2 separate regions of the Mus musculus genome follow, and region 1 is linked to region 2. Evidence: chromatin contacts called from public HiChIP or PLAC-seq data. All regions are on one chromosome and are shown on one strand. The core of a region is the stretch at or near the end of the contact, and the rest is flanking DNA. Distances in the headings are between cores, read along the strand shown. Region 1 holds the start of Sp6 (trans-acting transcription factor 6). Region 2 holds the start of Gm38961 (a long non-coding RNA gene).

Region 1 (5,777 bases), core at 682-3,181, 120 kb before region 2:
AACCCAGAGCTCAATGGCAAGCACAGGGGGGGGGGGGCGGGGGGGCACGTATAGGCGCCTCTAATGTCCAGCCAAGTATTCCGAGCTACTGTCCAGAGCCTGCTCTCATTTAAAGCAAGCTGAATTTGGATCAGTGACTAGAATAAAATGTTCATTTAATTATTCAATCAACAAATACACTCTATGCAGCCCACACACTCTGTGCAGTCCCTCTGGGAATCTATTCTCCTTCTTTAAACATTAGAAACCTAAGGCCCAGCAGAAACCTAAAGATCTAGCCTGGGTGTGGTGATGCAAGTCTTTAATCTAGCCACTCAGGAAGTTGAAGCAGAAGAATGCAGAGTTCCAGGCCAGCCTAGGCTACACAGCAAAAGAAGGAAGGGAGAGAGGGAAGGAGGGAGGAAGAGGGAAATATAAGAAAAAGAACAGGAGATGTTGCTGGGCCTGGTGGGAACCGGCTAATAAATATTCCCAGTACTCAATGCAAGAGCCTGAAACAGAAGGCTTTGGCAGCGTGGGCTACGCAATGAGACCCTGTTTCAAAAGGAAAAAAGAAGAAGAAGAAGAAGAAGAAGAAGAAGAAGAAGAAGAAGAAGAAGAAGAAGAAGAAGAAGAAGAAGAAGAAGAAGAAGAAGAAAAAGAGAAGAGAAAAGAAGAGGAAGAGGAGAGGAGAGGAGAGGAGAGGAGAGGAGAGGAGAGGAGAGGAGAGGAGAGAAGAGAAGAGAAGAGAAGAGAAGAGAAGAGAAGAGAAGAGAAGAGAAGAGAAGAGCTTACAATTTCCACCCCTTTCTCTACTACAAATCTGTGACCATAAGGTCCCAGTCTTCTCTCCATCTCTCCCTAGAGCCTTGGAACCTTGCCCGTGTGGGGCCTGGGGTGCAGGAGGCCAATGATTTAGGGCCTTCCCCAAGCAGGACTCACCTGACCCTACCACCTTCCGACTCTGGGACCAGGGAAGTAGCATTGAAAATCTGGGAGAGGCAAGGAAGAGGAGGACCCGGGTGCCTACTCAGGCTCGGGCTGCCTTACCACAAGAAAGGGACTGGGTGAAGCAGCAGGAACGGAGCCTCAGGCCGGGGCGGGGCGGCCCAGAAGGGGTTGGGGCGGGAGCAGTGAGATTCTGGGACCCTAAGAGCTTTTGGAGACTGGGAACTGCCCCAGGGTCTGGGGGATGGGAAGGCTAGGGTGACCAGGTTGCAGAGGGGCCTCTCTGGACAGAGATCCTGAGCCCAGGCCTAGCGTGTAATGGCCTGCCACCAAGGTTGCACGAAAAGAAAGGAGCGAGCACATCGGCTCTCCAATTGGAGAAAGACGGCAGAGACGCCCTAAGTCCCATTGGATCCGCTGCCTCTCCCGTTTCCCGGTACTCAGGCGGTGGGGACTTCCGTTCAAACAAGGTTTTCAATGTTTCAATCCTCCGGTTGTCCCAGTTGCTCCAGTTTCCCCAGTTCCCAAACTCCCTTGGTCCCTCCCGTCCTCCCGGTTTTTCCTCCGTCGGGGCTCCCAGCCCTTCGGATCCTTTAGGACGTCCCCCTCCCCAAGAAGCCAGCTTAGGCTGCGGTGTTCCGAACACCTTTCCCCACCCACCCCCTGACCCCAGATCTCCGCAGCGCGCACCCGTGACCGCGCGGACCCGGGCTCCTACCTGGCGGCTGCGCTCGGGCTTGGGGCACCGCAGGCTGGCGCGCTACAGACGGGCGCTCATGGGCCCTGCGCGCTGGCCGGCTCTCAGCGGCGTGGGACAGGAGCCGAGGGCAAGCCGGGGCTGCGACCGGGCTGGGTGATCCGCGACGGTGGAGGCAGTGAGAGCCGGCGGGAGGGCGGAGGGCGGGCGGGCGCCGGTGAGCGAGTAAGCGAGCGAGCGAGCGAGCGAGCGAGGCCAGCTCCGCCCGTGACTCACCGCACTCTCTGCCTTCATCCTCTCCCCTGCACTCCTTTTTCCCCCGAACCCGCGGCCCCGCCCACCTCACCTGCGGCCGCCTTTAACCCTTGCAGGCTTGGCTGGAGGCGAAGCCCAGCCCAGCGCGAGGAGGGGGCAGACAAGAAGGATGGCTATCCAGGCCACCTCCCTCCCTCTCCCTCACTCCTCCCAGGTCCCCACCACTTCTGAGTTAAGAGCTTGAGTTGCGAGAGTTTTTTCCCCCGAGTTCGGAGACCCGTCCGATGCCATGGAAATCTAACCCGGAGCTGGCCCGGTCCAGGCGGGGAACAAGATTCAGATCCTGGATGGGACGAAGGACAGAGGGTCCTGGAGAAGCTACCGAGCCTTCTTAAGGCACACGTGGCTACCAGTGCTTTTGACCCACCCGTCCTAGCCGCGCAGTGCTAGAACTGAGTGGGAAAAAAAAGGAAACAGGTTTGAAAACTACGTTTCTGGCCGGCCCACACCCAGCACTAAGCCATGAGAGTTCTATCTTGGCTACACCGTTCCCCCGTCCCTTTCCACCACCACTATGAACTTTCCCCTCCTGGTTTCCAGAGATCCTTCCCCTCTCTCCCGTCACTGGCCTTTCTGGGTGATCACCATGCCCTCAATGTCTTCCTCAGTTTCCGGCAAGCCGGGTACCACAGAAATCCACCTCCTAAACCCGCCGCCTTCCTCCCGGTCCGGGTTGCTCAGCCTGCGCCTGACACCCTCGCTGGGGCGCACTGGGATCAGAGGGTTGGGCGGGCATCTGAAAGGGCCTGGGAAGGAACATTTCAGCAGCGGATTGAACAAGACTTTTTGTCGCGGGCTCTTTCCTAGTCTCAGCTGAGTATACGTTTAGAGAAAGGTCTTTTGGAGGAAATAAGCGCACCCGTGCAAAGTCACATTCTGGTACATTTTCAGCACAGCCACACAGCCACTCAGCTACACAGAACTCTCAGGATCCGAATTGGTGGAAATCCTGAGACACTGCCCCACCCCCAGCTCAGGTGGGTACCAGAGTCCCCCTAACTCTCTGCCCTGATGGCCAGATTAGAAGTAGCTCAGGAGCCTTCCCTGCCGCCTTCAGAGCGCGTTGATCTCCCGAGGTGACTTGTTTGTTTGTTTTGTTGTTGTTGTTGTTTTGTTTTGTTTTGTTTTTTCGAGACAGGGTTTCTCTGTGTAGCCCTGGCTGTCCTGAAACTCACTCTGTAGACCAGGCTGGCCTTGAACTCAGAAATCCATCTGCCTCTGCCTCCCAAGTGCTGGGATTAAAGGCGTTTGCCACCACTGCCCTGCTAAACCCCCCCCCCCTTTTTTTAAACAAACACGGGATTTCAAAGCGATTTTCGTTGTTGTTTCTTTCGTTACCGCTGTTGGCTTTCTCTATGCACATTTTACAGTCAGTTTCCAAAAGTTCTGAAATTAGGCTGATTTAATCTCTCTCTCTCTCTCTCTCTCTCTCTCTCTCTCTCTCTCTCTCTCTCTCTGTGTGTGTGTGTGTGTGTGTGTGTGTGTGTGTGTGTGTCTCGCCCAGGCTGGCATGACTCAGTTGCTCATGCTAGCCTTGAACATACTCGAACATACAGAGATCTTCCAGCCTCAACTTCCCAGCTCCTAGAATCACAGGTTCTCATTTTACTCTGAATAGTTTACCTGCCCTCTGTTCCCGTTTGAGATGCACTGAAGTATGACTTTGAAACAGCTTACCTGAGTCTATGAGGCTTCCGAACATCAATGTATGTGTATAGTTTTCCCAGAGTATGCACGTCTTCCTAGTGGTCAGTGTTCTAGCCATTTGGGCACCTGTGTGTTTTCTAAAACCGGAGTCCTTCACCTGGAGAACCCGGGTACACTCTGTGAGGCTTCCCTGGGGCTTAAATAAATTAATTGTATCTAAAAGAGCAAATTCTGTGAGGTCCCTGCTAGGAACAGAATAAACCCTTAATCATTTTTTTTTTAATAAATGTGTTACATGTACAGAGTAAAAGCATATTCACAAAACCCTTTGGACTAGAAATTCAAGAACCTAAACTCTGAACCCAGTGCTGTATCTAATATGGTGGCCCTCGAGGATTAGATTGTTCTATGCCTCAGCTTCTTCAATTGACCTGGGAGTGAAGGATCGCCATTTGGAAATGGAAGACATTAGGGAGAGATTGGTAGTCAGACAGGAGCTTCCTCTTCCCTGCCTTCAGGATCACATAACAGACTCTTAAGCATCCCTTTGGCTCCTTGTGTCCAAATTCACACTTTTTATCAACACGGTTGGTCCTCCCAGCCTCCCAGTCCTGATTAGTGGGCTTTGTGTTCTCAGTTCATAGGTCCCTCCAGCAGAGTTAGAGGCTCGTCATGTAGGAAGCAGAGCCTGACCTGAGTGACTACTGGAATAACACTAAATAGATCCCTCCCTATGCCAGTCCCTCCTTCCCAGTTGTCCGTAGTCTGTTGCATCTACTGTAACCAGTGGTGGTGTGTAGGTCTCGACCCCTTTGAGGGTGGAGGATCAGATATTTTGCATATCAGATATTTATATTGTGATTCATGACAGTAGCAAAATTACAGTTATAAAGCGAAAGGGAAATAATTTTATGAGGGACTGTATTAAAGGGTCACAGCCTTAGGGAGGATGAGAACCACCGATCTACTGCTCTCTGGGTCAGGCAGGCAAAGATGGTGCTAAGGGCCAGGCGGGCATGAGATAACGCCAGTCTAAGGTCATCTCGAATCCATATATGCATTTAAAGGTGTCAGACGACCTTTTTCCCCACCCCACCCCTGTGCTGCTCATCTTTTCTTGGATAACACCTGGGAAGAGAATGGTAGAAACCCCACCCCAGGTTCACCTTAACACTGCCCCATCCTGGAGCAAAGACCCCACCATTGCTTGTGGCTTGTTGGCATGAGATTCCTGTAGGGAGGTTGCTCCTATACCATTCACCCATACCACCTCTCTACCCTGCCTGTCTCTCTTTCTCTCAGACATCCTAGACTTCGTTCCCTGGTTTCCAACTCATTCGATTTCCCCCACTTACTAGTTGTTTTCCTACCAAATGACAGCTGGTGATCTAACCTTGACTTGACTGCCAAGGCCACCCTAGCCCCTGTTCTCATCCTGACTCAAAACTGAATGGAGGTGTGTTCAGGACAGGGCTCACTTCTCTTTCTTTCTCTCTTTCTTTCTTTCTTTCTTTCTTTCTTTCTTTCTTTCTTTCTTTCTTTCTTTCTTTCTTTCTTTCTTTCCTTCCTTCCTTCCTTCCTTCCTTCCTTCCTTCCTTCCTTCCTTCCTTCTTTCTTTCTTTCTTTCTTTCTTTCTTTCTTTCTTTCTTTCTTTCTTTCTTTCTTTTGTTAAAGTCTTAGACAGATTTTTCCCAAGTCTCTGTCTCCTATAACCTGACAGCCCTCACCTCAAATACCTTTTACTGTAAGTGATTCTTGCTGTGCCTATAGCAGCCTCCTTGGCTGGTATGTTCATCAGAAGCAGCATTTGTTTATTTAGTAGCTACTATATGTAGTCCGGGTACTTACTCCTCACACATGCCTCTAATTCTCACGACATGCAAAGAAGTAATTATTGCTATCATTCCCACTGGACAGATGAGAAAACCAGGGATCAAAGAAGCTAAATGCCCAAGATTACAGACATGTTAAAAGACACAAGAGGAAACTGAGTCCAGATAAGTCAGCTCCAAAGCCCACATTCTACCTGCTGCTCTGTCTGGCTTCACTCTGACAAAAAGTGATGGCCCTGGGGGTTTCTCCCCAAGGTCCCCAAGGTCCCCAAGGTAAACGAGACACAATTCTTTTTTTTTTTTTTTTTTTTTTTTTTTGAGACAGTTTCTTTGTGTAGCCCTGGCTGTCCTAGACCAGT
Region 2 (6,446 bases), core at 2,725-5,224:
CCTCGTGAGCGCCACCCACACACTGGGCTTTGGACAGACTGCCCTGCATGCACTCTTGAGGAGTCAGGTCCCAAGCTGTCTTCACATTGCCATCCTGCCTGGCAGAGCTCAGCGCAGCGGGAGAGAGTCTCAAAGCTGCAGCAAGACTGCGGGGCCCAGGAATACCAGCTGACCCAGATTCTCCCTGTGTCCTCCAAATGCCCTTCCTCTCTGGTGACAGGGTCATGCCTCCGAATAGACTGGCCCTGAGTAAACTCTGCCTTAGCCACCCTCCTCTCCTTCCCCAGGCTCCAAAGAAAACCAGTTTGAATATTTAAACTTCTCCTGTGTGTCTAATAAAAAGTTCTGCACTATTTAATGCCCCAGCTATCCATTACTGTCTGGAGCTGCCCTCTCCTCTCGGTCTCCCCCTCCCTTCCTCTTGCCCAAACCATGGCGCACAGCAAAGCCATTTGTCAAACTGATCCCGCCGCCGGCTGCGCTTGGCTGTGTCTGAAAGGACATGCCGCCCCACAGGGGAAGGTGGGAATGAATAAAGGAGCTATGCAAATTACTGCTTAATCTGCAGAGAAACACCCAGGCTTTGGGGAGACGCTCATTACTTCTTTTAACTGTGATTAACGGGCAAATTAAACCCAAGCCCTTAACTCTCTCCTGGCAGAGGATTTGAATGCAGAGCCCTGCTCTGGTGCCAGTGCCTGGGGTCTCTTCTGTAGTTGCTTGTATCTGAGGTGAGGAGCAGGGGCTTGGTCCTGTGCGCATGTTGCCTGGCAAGGCAGGCATGAAGAGAGCAGGCCCTGCCTGCAGGCCTTACCTCACCAGAAAGAAGAATTTAACTGTTCTTTGAAGTCTGTTTTACATACAAGAAAAAACAGCCACTGGCCACTGGGTTTACTGGAATTCTTTGCCTCTACTCAAAATTACCAAAAAAGAAGAAGGAAGAGGAGAAGGGGGAAGAGGAGGAAGAGAAGGAGGAAGAGGAGAAGGGGGAAGAGGAGAAGGAGGAAGAGAGAAGGGAAAGGAGGAAGAGAAGGAGGAAAAGGAGGAGGAAGAGGAAGAGGAGGATGAGGAGGAAGAGAAGTCGTAGTAGTTAAGAGAATCCCTAACCCTGACCTTTAAGCACATGCTGGGATTGGGGCAAAAGTAGCCACCCACCGTGTCTAAGTTAGTTGCTAATTAGACCAGTTCCAAACCCGGGTCTGGAAAGAGGCCTTGAGAGACTCCAAGTACATGACTCCCAAACTATCCTTGAGACCTATTAACCAGGTAGGTGAGAAAGAGACCTAACGGTGTGGGGGTGGGGCAGTGGGCAGAGGGTTTGAGTGTGTCTCTAGAGAGGCCCTGGGAGGGCCTTGCTGCAGGGTACACAGGTCATAGGCATACATGGCCAAATGCAGACCCTGAGAGGGAGGGAAGCCCCCCCCCCCCAGGTTTATTCCATCAGCAGGCTTCCGTTTTGATGTAAGTTGTACGCAATATAAAATGTCACGTGACTCTCCATGGGCATTCAGGTCAATGGTGTCCTTGCTGCTTTATGACATTGTCACTTTCCACTGTGCCTTTTCAGAACACATCTAGCTGTCCTGTCCAGCCTCTTCTCGGCTCTCTCCAACAGCTGCCCTGAAGGCTTGGGGCTGTAGTTCAGTTCTATGTAGAGCACCTGCCCAACGGGCCAGAGGCCCTAGGTTCAAACCCAGCACTGAGTCAAGGCTCTCTATAGAAGAGTGACCTGTTTGAAATCCAATATAAATAAATAAATAAATAAATAAATAAATAAATAAATAAATAAATAAAACTGCCTACTGGCGCTTGGAGTTGCGGGCTGTTTGAAAGAGAAGCCTGCCTTTAAGGTAGCATTTGAGGAGGAAATACTGTAGGGACTCCTTGTTAAACACAGGTTTCCTCTCAGCCTGAGTGATTAGGAGGTGAAAGATGACATGCAGTGGTGACAGACTGTCTGTCAACCTGACGGGGCCGAGGAGAGACACGGCCCCGTATTTTATTTTGTCGTCCAGTCGATCAGTGGGTCTGTCATAGAAACCAGGCCTGACAGCTCCCTTGGCCGCTCCTCTCTCTTTTCTTAACTCCAGAAGCCCCAGCTCCACCATCTATTAAAACATCCTGGGCTGTCAGGGATATTAAAAGGCTCTGTCACTCCTTCTTAAAACAGTCATAAATACAATCTGGGCGCTAGCATTTGGGCAGAAGCCTTGGTGTTAAATGAGAAGGGGCAAATAGCAGAGCTGCCTGCCTTTCTTGACAGCCCGGGAGCCTTAGAACCCCTCCAGATGCAAGAAGGCCTTCCCCAACACCTGCGGGCACCTGGCGCTCTTAAACCCAGAGCACAGGATGCTGCTGGTCCCACACCCACAGGGACCAGCTCATCTCTGCTTCTTCCCGAACACCGTATCTGCTCTTGCCCAAGGAGCCTGCCTCCTCGGCCTCTCCAGACAGTGGGACCCAGGGGAGAAACAGAGGGAAGAGAGACTGAGTGTTTTCTCCAAGTTTACATTTTCTACCTTTTCCTCCCCTACTTTCCATGTGCCAGCTTGCCACACCTTGCTACAAGTCCTTTGGAGGCCATAGTTTTCCCTGAGGCTTCCCATGTGGGCTTCCCAGAGAGCAGGCGAGAGTTTGTCCTCTTGCTAGTGGGAGATCACTGTCACTTATGAATCCTTGAATATCTCCAGACTGGGACACCCTCGATATCAGCCTGAGTATCACCTTCTCTTCCACCTCCAATAAGAGGAAGAGGCTAGATGCTAGCTATCCCAGTTGAGATCACAGAGGCTTTTCTAACTCGCAGAAAGGCTCTTCAGGCCCAGAACTGCAGAGCAGCCATGATCCTTGAGCAAGTTCTAAGTGGATTCTGTCCCTGTCCATTGGCCTGCACACTTACCTGAACATCCAGTTGGTGAAATGTATGAAGTCCTTGCCCAGGACTTTCTGTGTTCACACTGAAGCAGTGCCCAGGATCCTGGCATCTTCAGACAGCTTCCCTGTGGCCCACCAAGGTGTTTAGGCCATATGTGATAATGGCCACAATCACTTCTCACTCCAGAACTTTTACTAACCTTTGATACTTTCTCAACTGTGGACTACGGCTCCCCACCCCCAGCCATGGTCTTCCCGGTAGCTTTTTCCCCCCCAAATACTTCATTTCAAGAACTGCCAAACTTTGGTCATTTTTTATGTTAGGGACCCAGCTTATCTCACTGTGGAGGCCCCATGGGGTTCATGTAACAGCAGGAGACATATTTGCACCTCATAGAAGGACGCCCTCTCTGAGAACGGAAGATACCTCAGAAAGGCACAGGTAAGCGGAACTTAGCTGACATCATATCAATGTTTGTGGATGTTCAGAAGATGGGTGGGGGTCAGATGCCTTGAAGAGTCAGTGATTTGGGACACTTGGTGTGTGTAGGAGCCGGGTGAAGCCTGGCAGCTGTTTGTCAGCTGTCTGCCATGTAGCCACTTTGCCTATTCATTCCCATCATCTCAAAGGTCACAGGCCTAGCTACAGAGTAGTGAACAAGCCATTCTTTGCCCTCACAGACCCCAGGCAGTGTCTGACCCAGCAGGCAGGATGCGGAGGGGAAAAGGGGAAACTTGGGGACCCCCCACCAGCCACTCTAGTAGATCCTGCCTCTCCCCCTGACCCCCTCCCGCTGGCTTCTCCACTTCTCTCTCCCATCTCCTCCCCTTCCTCACCTGCCTTTCTTTCCCCTCTTTGGCTCTCTACCATCCAGAGCCCACCCTTCATCTCCATGGCAATAAAAGGGGAGGTGGGGTGGGGTGGGTTGTGCCCTGTATTTTTAGCCGGTCCATAATAGGCCTTTTCTCTGGAGACACAGGCACTGCCTGTGGAACGAATCTCCGCCTGTTCCTCTGCTCACAAAGGGCCAGCGGAGCCCCTCCCTCTGCCTAGGCTGCCCTCAGTGACCCCGGCCCCGTTTCAGGGTGTGCTTCAGCCCTCCAGGGTCTGCAGCTGGGTCTCTCTCACGGGATCCTACACACAGACAGGGTCACTCCAGCTGACCTCCCTGGAGGACAGAGGTCAAGCCCCCTCTGGGGTCTCTGATGTGATTGGAAGGGAGCTGGGGCGGGAGGAGGAGGAGGGATGTGCGCGGGGAGGGGACCGTCTTTTTTAATGTAGAATTAAATGACTCCTTGTGTCTCCCCTGTCTCTGCCTCTCTCAGGCTGGGTCTCAGGGCCCAGAATCCCACACTTAGGAGTCCGGGCAACTTAGAAATGGTTAGCCTCCTGTACGGGAGCTTGGTTGAGTGAAAGCCTGAGCTATAACAACTATAAAGTCTTGGCAGGGAAGCTGAGAAACTCTAAAGGGTAGTGGGGTCTGCATAGTCAGCCTTGCCTTTGAAGCTGGGCTTTGCTTGCTTTTGAAGTTGGAAAGGAAAAAAAAAAAAAAAAAAAGGAGAAAAATATAGGGACATGGAGAAGAAAGAGCCCTCGATCAATCCAGGGTCTTTTGAAGCCTCCTATCAGCTGAAAATCAAACTCCAGTATAACTAACATTTGTTGTGAAAGTTACAGACATAGAGGATCTATACATATATATCCTCTCTCTCTCTCTCTCTCTCTCTCTCTCTATATATATATATATATATATATATATATGTATATATATACACAAACACACACATATATATACACACATACATACATATATATAATAAAATTACATATATCATATATAATGTAACTTTTTAAAAGATTTCTTTATTTTGTGTATGAGTACACACTATAGCTGACTTCAGACACACTAGAAGGTTCCATTAGATCCCATTACAAATGGTTGTGAGCCACCATGTGGTCTCTGGGAACTGAACTCAGGACCTCTGGAAGAGCAGCCAGTGCTCTTAACTACTGAGCCATCTCTCCAGCCCCCTGGCAGTGTATTTTTTTAATGGAGAAATATTTTAAGATAAAAATGTTAAAATAGCTGGGCATAGTGGTACATGCCTGTAATCCCAGCACTTGGGAGGTGGAGGCAGGAGGATCAGAAGTTCAAATTGACATCATCCTAGGATGCTTAAGTTAGAGCCCAGCCTGGGCTCCATAAGACCCTGCCTCAAGAAAGGTTACCATAGCAACAGAGCAGGTTTCTGCCCATGACCTTAGGTAGGGTCTCCTATTGAGAATATCTCTAGGAGTCTTTCAAAAGAGGCTGCTAATTTTGTTTGCAGTGAAAATGCCCTAACTTCCTGCATCTCTGTGACCAATGCCTGGCTTGAGATATCTCCTGCGTGGCATGCTCACCTTTAAGTGGGAATGAGAGCCGCACGTGGTAGTGTATTCATGTACAAGCCAGGTCCTGCAGTGCTCACCTCTCAGAGACGCACATCCCCCACCCCCACCCCAAGCTGCAGCTGTCCCTTAGGAGCAAATTCTTTAGGGAAAACTAAACAAAAGAAAACATTTTGGGGGGCAGGGTAAGGAGAGGGTATAGGGGAATTTCGGGATAGCATTTGAAATGTAAATGAAGAAAATAGCTAATTAAAAAAGGATTAAAAAAAAAAAAAACGTTTTGGGCTGAAAAGATGGCTCTGTAGTTAAGAGTACTGCGTGCTCTCCCAGAGGCCTGAGTTCAATCCCTATTACCTACACCAGACAGCTCCCTGTAACTGCCTGTAACTTTTTGTCCAGGAAGAATGCACACCTCTGGCCTCTATGTCTTTTAGACAGACATATATGTAAGCATAGTTTTTTTTTTAAAAAGCATTTTCAGTGATAATTCTATTTATCTTGTGTTCCCGAGTGTGGATGTGCATGCCCGGGTGCGTGGGGCAGAGCTATACTGTTACCTCCAGAGCCATTTCCTCTGAGCGCAGGAAGGAGCTCTGATGCTTCATATTGTCAATCAAGCCAGGACACTCTCGATAATTACAAATAAGGTTCCTTCCCTAGAGAAACGTATTCCAGGTCATCCAGTGGGTGGAAACATAGACCAGCACGGCTGGCCAGCCTGGATGAACCACACCTTGGGCTCTTCACTTCTGGCTGTGAGTGTGGCTCTCCTCAGGTTAGAAGCAACTAAGAATCAGAGTAGCTACTGCCTAAGGTGAGAGGCTCCACAACTCCCGCCTGGGAAAACACTCAGAAAAGAACCTGACCACTGGCCCTGCCACACAAGGGTCAGTAGTTGTATTGATTTCTCATCACATCTCTGTGGATCTCATTTCCAGAACTGTGCTCATTCCAAATATTCCAAACCTTTGTCCCTAAGAATCCTTCTCCCTCCCACGCTGGACGCGTATTCTGATTTGGGGTAAGAAATAACACACAGTAACTCTTGTTTGGGTGATGGGAAATCGCCCATTTTGTCCATGTAGACGGAGGCTCTTAATGATGAACACAGCTAGCCCAGAAGGGAGGAACTGGCGCAATACAAAACAGGACCAGGCCAAAGATGGGTTGGAAAGGTCAG

Evidence for each region. HiChIP or PLAC-seq counts read pairs in DNA pulled down with a chosen protein or histone mark.
Region 1: an H3K27ac HiChIP or PLAC-seq map of embryonic stem cells shows a contact between it and region 2, with 5 read pairs. The contact joins the promoter of Sp6 here to the enhancer-like site in region 2. A contact is called at or near these places in 2 of 39 promoter capture datasets (fetal liver and hematopoietic stem and progenitor cells), 1 of 15 datasets of contacts at CTCF or cohesin (embryonic stem cells), 3 of 484 Hi-C or Micro-C datasets (cumulus cells, induced pluripotent stem cells and morula), 4 of 115 datasets of contacts at active chromatin or transcription factors (bone marrow-derived macrophages, embryonic stem cells and stem cell-derived anterior neural progenitor cells) and 3 of 9 other capture datasets (adipose tissue, liver and pancreatic islet).

What each region holds. Positions count from the first base shown.
Region 1 is chr11:97,014,896-97,020,672 of GRCm38.p6, reverse strand. Sp6 (trans-acting transcription factor 6) reads right to left here and starts at 1,931. Exons shown (of 2, transcript NM_001363230.1): 1 at 1,646-1,931. Gm11532 (predicted gene 11532) reads left to right here. Exons shown (of 2, transcript NR_133649.1): 2 at 1-165.
Region 2 is chr11:96,897,104-96,903,549 of GRCm38.p6, reverse strand. It overlaps Gm38961 (a long non-coding RNA gene), which reads left to right and starts at 1,016. Exons shown (of 3, transcript XR_880184.2): 1 at 1,016-1,266; 2 at 3,199-3,316. RefSeq lists an enhancer at 1-1,837. Within about 2 kb of position 3,974, at least 38 of the 459 cell types and tissues checked have an H3K27ac peak or open chromatin away from gene starts, as enhancers often do. A contact at or near this core is called in embryonic stem cells, induced pluripotent stem cells and stem cell-derived anterior neural progenitor cells, where this site is marked.